Regions from separate parts of the Mus musculus genome. Here all the other regions are linked to region 3. A link is a contact called in public Hi-C and promoter capture Hi-C data. All regions are on one chromosome and are shown on one strand. Each heading gives the region's core, a stretch centred on a gene start, on an enhancer-like site or on the middle of the called end of the contact. The rest is flanking DNA. Distances are from core to core; before and after follow the strand shown. Region 1 holds the start of Cenpl (centromere protein L). Region 2 holds the start of Pogk (pogo transposable element with KRAB domain). Region 3 holds the start of Scyl3 (SCY1-like 3 (S. cerevisiae)). Region 4 holds the start of Gas5 (growth arrest specific 5).

The links. A called contact is a pair of places that touch in the nucleus more often than the background predicts. Capture Hi-C pulls out chosen DNA fragments and counts their contacts.
Region 1: a contact with region 3 is called in a promoter capture Hi-C map of liver, with 4 times the contacts expected there. The contact joins the promoter of Cenpl here to the promoter of Scyl3 in region 3. A contact is called at or near these places in 3 of 39 promoter capture datasets (hippocampal neurons, liver and pre-B cells), 1 of 115 datasets of contacts at active chromatin or transcription factors (astrocytes) and 1 of 9 other capture datasets (liver).
Region 2: a Hi-C map of CD4 T cells shows a contact between it and region 3, with 4 times the contacts expected there. The contact joins the promoter of Pogk here to the promoter of Scyl3 in region 3. A contact is called at or near these places in 1 of 39 promoter capture datasets (liver) and 2 of 484 Hi-C or Micro-C datasets (CD4 T cells and liver).
Region 4: a promoter capture Hi-C map of liver shows a contact between it and region 3, with 5 times the contacts expected there. The contact joins the promoter of Gas5 here to the promoter of Scyl3 in region 3. A contact is called at or near these places in 3 of 39 promoter capture datasets (hippocampal neurons, liver and pre-B cells), 1 of 484 Hi-C or Micro-C datasets (CD4 T cells), 1 of 115 datasets of contacts at active chromatin or transcription factors (astrocytes) and 1 of 9 other capture datasets (liver).

Annotation. Positions count from the first base shown.
Region 1 is chr1:161,069,035-161,072,018 of GRCm38.p6, forward strand. It overlaps Cenpl (centromere protein L), which reads left to right and starts at 1,733. Exons shown (of 5, transcript NM_001159930.2): 1 at 1,733-2,322. It overlaps Dars2 (aspartyl-tRNA synthetase 2 (mitochondrial)), which reads right to left and starts at 1,626. Exons shown (of 17, transcript NM_172644.4): 1 at 959-1,626; 2 at 46-145. The coding sequence starts at 1,082.
Region 2 is chr1:166,408,465-166,411,706 of GRCm38.p6, forward strand. It overlaps Pogk (pogo transposable element with KRAB domain), which reads right to left and starts at 1,364. Exons shown (of 6, transcript NM_175170.4): 1 at 1,243-1,364; 2 at 534-867; 3 at 1-68. The coding sequence starts at 552.
Region 3 is chr1:163,928,340-163,931,434 of GRCm38.p6, forward strand. Scyl3 (SCY1-like 3 (S. cerevisiae)) reads left to right here and starts at 1,426. Exons shown (of 14, transcript NM_028776.5): 1 at 1,426-1,847.
Region 4 is chr1:161,032,856-161,035,994 of GRCm38.p6, forward strand. It overlaps Gas5 (growth arrest specific 5), which reads left to right and starts at 1,746. Exons shown (of 11, transcript NR_166052.1): 1 at 1,746-1,864; 2 at 2,897-2,949; 3 at 3,128-3,139. Zbtb37 (zinc finger and BTB domain containing 37) reads right to left here and starts at 1,994. Exons shown (of 5, transcript NM_001356489.1): 1 at 1,923-1,994; 2 at 1,233-1,429. LOC115487643 (a small nucleolar RNA gene) reads left to right here and starts at 2,539; the gene lies at 2,539-2,618. It overlaps LOC115487678 (a small nucleolar RNA gene), which reads left to right and starts at 2,995; the gene lies at 2,995-3,056.

The sequences.
Region 1 (2,984 bases), core at 483-2,982, 2.9 Mb before region 3:
GGAAAACGACCTCCATGTATTCCTGAACCATTTTCTTCAGTTTACCTGCGGTACTGAATCCATCCACACAGAGTGACTTCTTGGCCTAAGTGGGACGAACGCAACTCTCCACATGTGTTGGTCCGAGCAACAAAGCTACTGAATTCTTTAAGAAGAGAAGGAAAAAGCACTTTAAAAGGCATCAGTAAGAATGTTTGTAGTTTTCTTTAAAAATACTCTCCATTCATGATGTATCAGCTCTTTCAGGTCAATGGGTGAAGTTGTAAAAATTTTAAATTAGATGTGTGTGTGTGTGTTTATGTGTGCGTACCCACAGGTATGTGGGCTCACATGCCACGGTGCCCCTGTGGAAGTCAGAGGACAACTTGTTGGATTCTGTTCTCTTCTTCCATTCACAGTGTGAGTTTTGGGAGTCAACTCTGGTACTCAGGCTTGGCAGGAAGTGCCTGAAGCCACTGAGCCATCTTGTAGGTCTGATGTAGTTTATAAAATAGCCTAGATTATACAATATCCCTATTGTGTTTACCTGCACAAGTGTCAAGGCCCAAGCAAATAACTGCCCCAAAGGAAAATTTTGCCTTCTGTTTAAAAATCTAAACCTTGTACATAAACTAGCACTTGAAGGGACATAAAATGGTAGCTGTCCATTTTGGTAAGTGACATATAATTTTAGAAATTACCTGCTTGACAGTGCAGTTAGTATTTAACTTTAGTACAAGTATAGTTTATAACAATCATTTGTAAATCAATAAACTATTAGAAAAGATTTTATTTAAATTATTACTTTAGTTTTTCTACTAATAGTATACACTACACAGGCTATCTACTTTTTTTTTATAATCAAGGGGGGGACCTTAATTATAACTAATCAAGAGAATGAATGACCTGGTATTAAAATGCAGTTAGAATCAGGGAAACAAGCTGTCAAAAACAGGCGGAAGCTCGTAGCTGCCTTCACCTGGAATTCTTTGTGAACTCAACGCCAGATTTCTGGAAAGAGAACCCCAGATTGGCCGCATGGTCTTCCCGATGGGTCTGGATAAACCCCTGCATAGACGACTTAACCAAAAACCAAGATACATGTTGAAGTCCCGGGATCCGGAGAGACAATCACGAATCCCACGCTGCAGGTGTGGTGGTGCTCAAAACTCGGTTTTCGGAATACCTGGGAACCCTTAAAATTCTAGTTCCCACGCAAATGCATCCAGACCCTGCTCCGCTGAACGTTCTAGTATCTACAAAGTAGATTGACCTGCAAGGTCTCCAGAGACCTTAGGTGAGTGGGTAGGGGGAAAGCCTTTGCTTCCTTCAGTGCATCAGTTCCCACTTTAATTAAACAAGGCTGAGCCCCGAAGATGCCTCAACAGCAGCGCCAGTGCCAGAGCGCCCCAGCCGGAAGGCCGGCCACCAGGCGCGCGTCCTCCCTTTATTCCCACGTATCTCGAAGGTGACCAGGGCATAAGCAGAAATATAAGGAGGTGCAGCCTCGTGTTTCAACTTTCCCAAACCTGGCGGCCCATCCTGGATTTTCCTGAAAGGTGAAGACGAACAAATCCAAACAGCTCTGAGGTTCAAACCCAGACACAAACCACATCCACAAGCCAGTCCCTCTGACGCCCGGCGAGCGCCAAAGTTACGCAAGGATTCCGGCCAATCAGGACGAGGGCGCCTCCGCCATGTTTATTGTGGGCGGCAGTATGCGGGAAAGTTTCGCACCGGTTGGAAAACGGAAGAACAACGCGGCGCAATAGGGGATTGGGAATTTGAGGCTATTGATTGAAGCCTTCCAAGCCTTGCCCTCAGTTAAAATGACGACTTCAGTTGCTTTCAGTTACGTGAAATCGGAGGGCCACAGGCGAGGCTTTCCGAGTCGGCCGCAGGGCAAGTCGGGAAATGATTTTAAACTGGAGGGCGTGGCGTGTGTGGAAAAGCGCCTAGACGAGCGGAACTTTCAAGTCTACCTTTGATCCCCGGAGAGCTCCGGAGAAGGGTCTTTGGGGACTCCCTGTTTTTCGTGGGCCGGCGCCAGCTTCCGAAGAGCGAGGATCATAGAGCCGGGCAGCTTGGGAAGCCGAGCTGTCTCTCCCGGGGGAAGTCGCAGGTCTTGCTCGAGCCTGAGGGAAGCTAGGTTCACTCCAGGACTCCTGATGTCTCTTCTGAACTCACCGGGGATTGCTTCGGTTCTCTCTTAAGCAGTCATTTTGGCCACTTTCTTCTTCTTAAAAAACCAAAACCTTTCGTCTCGACGTAGTCTTGGAGCAAAACTTGAAGGATGATTCGTGAATCCGGAGTGGATGACAGTGTCTTTACGACATAGTTTTGGTAAGAGCTTTTGGGTCCTCGACTGGCCGTGTACTGCATTTCTTTCTGTTGTGTGACTGTTGTCTTTGCAATGCTTTTGTGTATTTAAGATGTGTACAAACGGAAGCTAACGTCAACGTGAGCGTTAGTATGGGAGCAGTGGGTTGACTTTTGTGGCAATATTGCAGTGACTAACTCAGGGACTTTCTTCATGGACTAACCACAAGAAAAACTACTGAGTTTTAGTTGTGTGTTAGGAACTGAGTACAAGAGAATTTGATGAGAGATATAGTTCCGTGGATACTAGAAAGAGGCTGATAGGACCCTTTGCCACGGGCATAAGAGTCAAAGGAGGCGAAGAATTGAGAAATTCGTAGAACCTTTCCCTCCAGTCACCTGGCAACATAGCAGCGTACTTACTAATAGGGTCGTTTGAGGAGTGAACAGTAGTACCAGATATGTCCCAGGACTAGGGAGGCTGAGGCAAGAGAATTGCCGTGAGTTCTAGGCCAACCTGGGCTACACAGAGAGACTGTCACTCGATATAAACAAAACACCCCCAAACAAAAGAATATTCGTTAAAGGCTTAATCTTTGTTAAGTGCTTACAAACATGCCTGAAAAGTAATGTATACTTAGCAGTTATTGTACTAGTTAGCCTACTTTAAAGAAAGATTCTGTATA
Region 2 (3,242 bases), core at 114-2,613, 2.5 Mb after region 3:
CTCAACCTCTTCCTCCTTTTGCTCTTCTTTCAGGGTCAAATTCAGAGGGTAGGCCCGGGACTCCATTTCTGCATTCAAGAGTTAGCAGACAATCAGGTGTCAGTGGGAACTAGTCTGTGAGAGGGCGGCTCAGGCACACACACACACACACACACAAACCTGTTTAGGTCAAAGCACTGTCTGCTTCCAGCTGGAAGGAAGGGGTTCAGAAAGGTGGCTGGCTTATTTAATTATTACAGAGGCTGAGGGCAGATAATTTATCTGGCTAACTTCAAATATTTAAAGAGCCCCCTGTGGCACGGAGACCAGAGTAGTTTTCACAGAGCCTCTGTGCAGAAGGGCAGAACTTAGAACAGTGGGTAAATATCCCGGGAAGAGGTTTCAAACAGCTCAGTGATGGGCAGAAGTTCCCACTGCCAGGACTGTTTGAGCACGGAATCAGGACCAGAGGAGGGCGGTGCTGATTTGCTACCACATCAAAGTATCTCAGCCTAGATAGGAAATTTAAATAGTTAGCCCAAAATAGTTATCACCTGGGTTTTCCAGATTCATAGGCGCTGTCCACAAGCTACTTCAGAAACTTAACAGTTTTTCTGCCTCAAAGGACCTCCCAAAGCCAAGTCCATGATGCAGAGAGGGGCGTGCCTGGGTGGCAGAGGCCAACCCAAACCTGGCTGGACTTCTCCTCGCCTCTGGGTCGCAAATCCTCTCTATTCGAAGCCTCCTCAGGCTGGTACAAAGAGGTTCCCCAGAAGAGACTGCGGGCAGCTGCTGGGTATGCAGAGAGTGTGCATCTGTGAGCTCCATTTCCCGGGACTTCCCAAGCAAGGATCTTCCCGGAGTTCAGAGTCAGCTTCTTCAATGTTTCTGGGGTGGGTGGAGGCATGGGGAGGTAGGAACACTCGTGAGGTCACAGGAGTCCCGGGACCTGAACTTGGCCGCGGCCTGTGCCCAGCTGCGGGGCGGGTGGTGGGAGGGGCCGGCACGAAGGTGCTCGCCGCCGCCCTTGCCCGCTCCAGCCATCTTGTCCAACCCTCTCCCGCCACCCCCGCCCACCACTAAGGTCCTCGGTCCACCTGCGGGGCGGCGACAGCCCACGCCGCCTACCTCCCCGGCCGGCCCGCAACAAAGGCGGCGGCGGAGGCGACACTGCCACCGGCGGCCCCCGCCCCACCGTGGCCCAGCCTCCTCCGCCGGCCTCGAGGACGAGCCGCCCGGATCCCGCAGCCCGCGCGCACTCACCCCGGCCGAGCGGGCGGCGTCGCCGCAAAGGGCGACGAAGGCTGTGGCCCGGCATTCACCGCGCCATCGTCTCCACCGCTCCCGCCGCCCCAGCGCGGCCCCTCGGGAGGGAGCGAGGACACGTGGTGGGAGGGGAGGGGTGGGCGGAGCCCAGGGTGTTAGGGGCGGGCTAGGGGCGGTGACGTCAGCAGGTCTCGGCGGCGCTTCCGGCGACCTCGGTGCTTCGAGCCGCGTTAGCCCGGTGGCTGGCTCACTTGCGGCCGCCGAGGTGGGCATTTGCTCGGAGGAACACCGCAGCCTTTCCGCTCAGGCATCCAGAAATGCTCTGTGCGCGGAGGGGTGACCGGGCTCATCGTTCTTGTTCTGTCCAGAACGCTGATCCAAGCATACCAAGAAGCGAACTTGAAGATTTTTGTAGTATTGCCCTTTAACTCCCAAGCATGTAGTTTCCTGGGCGTAGTAGGTGTGAAGAAGTTTTTTCGAGTTGTTTGCCCACAGCTCTGTGGAGAATATAGCAACCATGTTCCAGGAGACCTCGAAAATCTTCTTATTTCAGAAAAAGATTCTACAGTCGGAGATCTGTTTGGACCTTGTTTAAACAAACACCACACACACACACACACACACACACACACACACACACACACACACACACACTTCATACTTATTGAAAATACTAAAAGATTGAGTTCAACTTGGGGGTTGGTGATTTATAGCCAAGGAGAGGAAGGGGTGTGGATGTCAAGAGTGTGGATAATTACTAAGAGGAATTATCAAAGATTGAGGGATTCTTGCTAAACCCACTAAACTGGATTCTGGTTGAAAGCAGACCAGGGTGATCAGATAACAAATGTGCTAAACTGACTTAGGATTCTTGCTTAAATAAGGCTGGGCAAGCAGAGGTGGGGGTGGGGAGCACGGCAGCAGAGGCAGCTCAGGAGAGGGTTCAAGAGCCTGTGGTTAAGAAAAGAATCGTTTTTAAAAATCAAAATATTATTTTAAGTAATATGTGCATGGGTATGTGCTTATGCCTGAAGGCTAGAGTCATGGGATACCACTGTGTTGGAGTTACAGGTAGCTGTGAGCTGCCTGATCGGGGTGCTGGAAACTAAGCTCTGATCCTCTTCAAGAGCAGTGCACTTAACACCCGAGCTGCCTTTACAGCCCCCAGGAGAAGCTGTTGTTAAACATTTTACTTTAAACTTATTGCTTCTGTTCACTAATGTGTGTGTAAGCACAAATGCCAAGGCATAGATGAGCTGTGCTTTTTAATACATATAGTACGACACAGAAGACTCACTCTTGAAATGTTGTTATGGCTGACAAGAGCAAAGAGCAATGATGGCTTAATCACTGCACAGAGATTATTGATATATTGAAAGAGAAGGTTAGGATTCCTTTGTTGTTTTAATGGATAGCTCTTTTGATGTATATATTTATTTATTTTTTTAAGAATCAGGAATGGTGGCTTAAATTAATTGATATTCTCATTTTTAACTTTGCTGAGGGAAATGGCAGTTTCCATTGCAAAAGTGAGAAGGTTGTCAGGAAGAGAGCAGAGGGTGCTGGGCCATTGTTGACACCTTCTCTCAAAGGTGAACATGTGTTCCGAAGTAAGAAAAAAAGCAATGCTAAGTTTTAGTCTTTGAGAGTCATACACACACACACACACACACACACACACACACGTATGTATATAAGAGGCTAGTCAGTGACCCATTTTGATCTTTAATTTTTTTTTCAGAAAGATTTATGTGGATGAGTGTTTGTTTGTGTGTATGTCATTGTTTGCCCTGGAGTGCTGTGATACAACACCATGACCAAAAACAACTTGGAGAGGAAAGGGTTTATTTCAGTTTAACAGTTGTAGTTCCTCATGAAGGTAAATCAGGGCAGGAGCTCAAGGCAGGAACCCAGAGGCAGGAACTGAAGCAGAGACCACAAAGAAGTGCTGCTTGCTGACTTGTTCCCTGTAGCTTGCTCAGCTTACTTTCTCATGT
Region 3 (3,095 bases), core at 176-2,675:
TCTGTAATCTTGTGGGGAGGGGCATTAGGAGATGGCTCAGTCAGTAAGGTGCTTGGAACCTCAGTCTGATCATTAGAATCCAAGTTCTTATGCCTGGAAGCCCAGCACTGGGGAAGCAAAGGCAGGTGGATTCTGGGGCTCCCTGGACAGAGAGCCTGGCTTAATCAGTGAACTGCAAGCCAGGGGCAGAGCTTACTTATCTCCAGCCCGTGTCCATGTGCCACCTGAGCAATATCACCTGTCACCCAACTCCAGGCGGGGTAACTGAATCTGTGTGTGCCTGTACAATACTGGTCCTTTTTCCTACAGAATCAAATGTCCGCTGGACAGAATGACTGACATACCCTATTGAGGGTAAGATGTGTAAGTTAACCCGTGGCCTCAAAAATATCTGGAATCTTAATGCAGAGATGTAAGAGATGGTTTATTTAGAAACCTGAGTGACACCAGGATAAATGAAGTGAGTAGATGGTAGAAGTATTGAGTGTGTCCCTTCCAATCATGTCTTACACATGCAGCAGGGAACTGTCTTCTAGTGTTAATTTTAGAGGAGTAGGTGACCATCGTGTTTGAGAAAACAGGCTACATGCTACCCAGGATCCCATCCACAGCTGGACTAGGATTAGTGATCAAAGAATGGATGAGAATGCGAGCAAGCACCCAGAGCGAACGATACAGCATAGATGTGAGTCAGGAATGCATCATCCTCCCAGTGGATTTCTTGCCCTGGTTGAAGTGGCTCAATTCTACTCCTCCAGGAAAAGAAAGGCACAAAATAAATTGATCAAGACAATCCTGGTCTCATTCTGACTTGCCTTACAGGACGTGGTAGCTGATGTTACTTTATCTACATTCTTTACCAGGAAGGCAGAGGCTGGCTGCGACCTCCCACACGCAAATGGGTTGATCATTTAGTCTTCGGTTATTGTAACGAAGGTGAACTTTCGAAGAGAACAAGAAGTCAGCGGATATTGGAGCTGGTAATTCTATCACAGGTGTAGTCTTCTCTTCCTCCGTTCCTTTCCCACACACCCCCCCCCCATCCTTATTTCCCCTCTCCTCCCTTCCCCTTTTCTCCTCTTCACTTTCTTCCCTCCTGTCCGGTCCTCTCCGGTCTTGCGTGACATTCCTTCTAATTGTACTATTTCGCTGAATTATGATTCCAGGTTTTCCATCTGAAACCTTAAGCCTTAATTAAGTCTCAAGCGTTAATCGCCATGATTTCTGACTTCACTAAATACATACATACATACATACATACATACATACATACATACATACATACATACATACATACATATCTTCTCTGACAGCAGGCCAATCCTGGTGGCCAGGATGCTGAGGGGGCAGTCACAACCGGAAAAGTTCTGGCTCAGCCCCAAACTCCTCTCCTCCTCCTCCCCGCCCCCTTACTTGTCTGAAGCCAGAGGTGGCCATTTTGGATTCGGGCGGAAATGAACTCAAAAGCGGCTGGTTAAAAACCCAAACATGAAAACCGGGATGCCCCTGCAGTCGGGCTGAAGACACACGCAGAGAGGCTTCCCTGCCGCCAGAGCCGGCTGCCGGGAACAGGCGTGCGGCGCAGGCTCCCCTGGCGCCCACACCTACCCGGGCCCGCGCCCTCGCAGCACCTGTGCGGCCGCTCTAGCTCGGTTCCGGGTTCGCGCCTCGGTGGTGGCGTCGGAGGAACTGAAGGCCCGGCTGTTGAGCCGCTTCCGGGCCCTCGGAGAGCCGCCGGAGCCGGGTCCTCGGGGGTGTCTGTGGGTGGAGGAGCCGGGGTCTGAGCGTCGGAGCCAGCCGCGGGCCAAGAGGGAGCGGAGCCGCCAGCCTCCTCCCGCCGCCCGCAGGTAACCGGGAGCCGTGCGGCCTGGACGGCGGGGCGGGAAGCGAGCCGGGGCGGCCGGTTGAGCGCTGCCCCGGGGAGTTCGGGGTGCCCCTGTGCCTGGCGTCTCGGGTGAGCCCCGCCGGCCGAGGCCGGTGGAGGGCCGAGAGACCGGGCCTGGAGTCCAGCGGGAAGGCCGCGCGGTGCAGGGTCCCCGACGAGCGTCCACACTCAGCCCCCGGGCTTCACGTGTAGAAAAGACAACAACATCTCCCAAGGTCGCTTTTGCTGAGTTCTGGGATCGCTGCTGCTGCTGGGTTGGGGGACATGTGTGTGCTCTGAGCTGATGTCACACCTCGGAGTACTTTTAGTCCACAGAGACTACATGTTTTGCTTGTCAGCTAGCACAATGCGGTTGAGTTCCTGACAGGGAACATACGTGGCCGAGACAGGGCCGCTGGTAAGATTTGTCACCCAGTATCTAAGTGCCAACGAGTACATATCCTTAGGACTCTCGGGCAAGTCATAACCTTTGGCTCTTTGAAGCGAAGGGAACTAGAACCGAAGAGAGTCTCTACTGTCGGGAGAACTAAGGGACATACTTCCCCCAGAGCACACGTGGTATGTGGTTGAATACCTAGGCAAGGTGCTGCTCCCAAACCAAATGGAACCCTTCAGAAGCTTCGCCTGAAGCCAAAGAAATGAGAAGGATGGAAGACATAGATAGATTAAAGTGTACAGTCACATCCTAGACTGTCAACTCGACGTTTCATTATAGAAAGTATAAGTGGTATAGTCAGTAAAAATGCCATATTAGAATATCCTTTTCTACCTTCGTGTGACTTTCAAAGCTACCTGGCACTATTTCATAGTCCCCTTCTTACTTCCCAAACCAAGAAAAAATCCGTGGAGTTGGGAGTGTTCCTTATGTCTTGCATTTCCATAAGCTCCTTTCAGCTCCGTCCTGAGGGTTGTAAAACACTGCTGGTGCCAGCGGTCCTGCCTCTTAGATACAGGCGTGGGGAGAACCAGAGTGACCGCCTTGTGTGTTCTCAAATCCAGTCCTCGGCGCCCTTTCCCTGCTGTGTTGGGCGCGGGGCTCTGTACAGGGCATCCTATTCGCTTCGGTAGAAACTGAGCCTTGCCTTTTTAAAGGTGCTCTTCCTTAGGGTCATAGGCGACTTATCACTGTGAAAAATGACTGGTTTTGGTAGCTTCCTAGTATTTTTGCAAATCTAAAGGTATTATGTTCGTATTTATAACATTGAGTTAG
Region 4 (3,139 bases), core at 496-2,995, 2.9 Mb before region 3:
GTGCCAGCTACACATACGTAATTTTAGCGCTTGGAAAACCGAAGAGGCAGGAGAATCATGAGTATGGGCTAAATAAGTGAAATCTTGTCTCAGGGAGAAAAAAAGAATTCTTCATATAGAAAGAGAGATCTTCCTTATGTTTGGATGTAGAAACAGAATTGCCAGCAGGTGTTTTGTTAGTAATAAGGCTGGCCTCAAACTCCTGATCCTACCTCCTAAGTGCTAGGATTACTGTAAGCTGCCGAGCCTGGTACAAGGTATTTTAGATTTCACTGTAAAATGTAATTAACACACAAAAAAGTGACTGCTACACTGCGAAAAATTCAAGCTATGCCCATACTTTATTAGTAGACTATATAAAATAAAGACAGGAGTTCACTAAGAAGGGGCATCAAACACATACAGATTGGGTATAAAGTCTAATATCCTACATGAATGGTCGCTATTATCACTACTTTTCCCCATGAGACAGTGTCCCTCTATATAGCTCTGGATGCCCTATAACTTGCTCAGTAGACCAGACTAGCCTGGAACTTAGCGATCTACCTCCAGGAATGCTAGAATTAAGCCACCCACCAGATATTTGTTTTTGACAGGGTCTATGAAGCCCAGGCTATTCCTGGAACTCACTATGTAGACCATCTGGTTTCTAACTCAAAAAGAGCTGACTGCTTCTGCTGAGATTAAAGAATGCTCGTGTTAGAGGTGTTTGACTACCATGCCCGATTAGGCCCATATTTTTAAGCTTACCAGTTTGAGCTCCCACTTTTTGAATATGGGACTCTGAGGTGACTCTGAGAAACATTCCACAGCCCTGTCAGCATTCAATTCACATGCAGAGAATTTGTGGCCTAGTTGCCAGAGTTAGCAAAAACTAAGTAATACTTTTTCTCCCCAACAAACTTGAAACTTGGGTATTCCAAAGTGGTGATGCTACTTTGACTGGGAAAGTTGGTTTCCCACAGCTGCTGACAAAAATAAAGCCTGAAATTTCACACCACAAAGACTGCAATTGCATCAAATAGTCTTAATTAGTTGAGGGTAGTTCCAGTATACCACAAGGATTTAGGCTCACCGTGCATCCAATGTTTCTCTAAATTTATGAGACTACACAGCACACCAGGAAGTAGTCCGGACAAGCTCACTTTATCACCTCGCATTTACAATACACTTATTGAGTAAACAGGTAAGTGCAAACACGGCTTTCAAGACGCAACTTTAACCAATCTGACCTTTTTCCAAAGCGTTATTGTTTGTTTTGAAACTTTTAATCCATTAAGTGCCTCTGTCGATGCCATCACGAATTCAGATGTTTATTTTGGAGCCTACACCAGCGCCTTTTTTGTTTGCTCTTTCCAGCGATTCCCCAGTGAGGAGGAAGCCCCTGGAGTAAAGTCTTTCTCTAGCGTCGGCACTGAAGGGGCGAGAGCTGTAAAAGGGAGAATCGGGAACGCTGGGGTTGGCCAGTCGGGTACTGGGGAGGCCTCTATCAGTGTCAAGAAGCATGGGAAAAGGGGGACCTGGCTAAGCGAGGAGGTGGCACAGATGCCGGGAAGCTCGACAGGAGCAGAGCCCCGCGGCAAGGGAGTTGCGGGCGCACAGGTGAGGCGCGGGACCGGGAAGGGGGCGGCGCCCCGGGATCGGTCTAGGGCGGCGGAGGTTGCCGGGGCGGGGGTGTGTCTGGGTGTGGCCCCGGCGCGCGCGCGGGGTCCTGAGGGAGGGGCTCGCCAAGGGGGCGGGCCCGCGAGCTCGACAGCCCGGAGCCAAAGGGGCGGAAGGTCGCCGAGTGCTGGGAGGGGAGGTGGGGCAGCGACTGAGCGCCGCAGGAGCTGGCTGCAACCCAGACGCGGCCCGGGAGCGTCGGGTATGAGCTAACGGGGCGGGGGTGCGGGGAACGAGCCCAGTCAAGGAGCAGCACCTACCTCCGGGGGTGGAAATGGGCCGGAATGGGCCGGAACACCGTCCCGGAAGTGAAACCCCCCGCCCCCTCCTCCGGAGCGAGCGACGTGCCGGAAGGAAATCAGTCACCCTCACCCCGCCCCACCCCCAGCGCTTTCCTTGCAGGAGCCCCCTCCCCTCAGCCTGTACTCCTCAGGGAGGCGGAGGGCGGGCCTATCGTGCCCGCGGCAACTCCGCCCTCCGGGCTCTCGGGGGCGTGGCCAGAGGGAAAGTTTTGTGGGCCTGAAGAAGGTGGGGCTTGAGGAGGAGTCTGAGGGCGTGTGAGGGGCGGGGTTTAAGTGGACGCAGCAAGCAGCTTTGCGTCTTGACGTCACGAAGACCTTATATACTCGACTCAGCCGCCATCTCAGCCTTTCGGAGCTGTGCGGCATTCTGAGCAGGTATGCAATTTCCTGAGTATGTTATGGCTTCGGGCCTTGGAGGCTGAAGCACTGGAAGCTGGTGGGATTCCCGGCGCAGCCGGTGAGCTTAGTTCAGGGCACAAGCTGGAAACTTTAGGAGGTTGGTTCTGCGTGTATTTGTGACATAAAATAGCATTGGGTTTTGGTCTGGACACCAGACAAAGACGACTCAGCATGCGTGTTCATGCTATGATGAAGGCTATGTTGGTAGGGACAACTGAGCTTGTTGATGAATACCAACGATTCTGATGGCAGAGCATGCTGAGTCACCTCGTGCACGGTTCAACGGGGGTGGAATGCGAAGCCACGCGGTGTTTCTTTCGCGATCACCATGGGATGAAGGCTTTTGCTAGAGATTGCCAGCAGGCCTTAGTCACTAACAAAGAGGACGATTGCTCTTGGGAAGTACCTGGATTAGAGACTTATATGTAACTGCTGGATATGTGCAACTCAACAGTGCCTATGTGGACGGAGTTCTTTGTAAGACAGGTCCATTTTGTGGAAGTAGAACTACTAAAGATTAACATTTTTCTTAGGAATGGCAGTGTGGACCTCTGTGATGGGACATCTTGTGGGATCTCACAGCCAGGTAACTCAGTGGGGGAGGGGCATGACTAGAACATAATGACCACAAAGCCCATGATGGTATGAGAGTAGTGGACAGAAGGGATTTCTGAAAAACACTTTTCTGAGGCTTTAATTCAGCTACTGGAAAGGGTTTAGTTCCGTGAAGAAGGGGACTGACTGTTCACATCTCTTATTTCCAGTTCTGTGGCAAA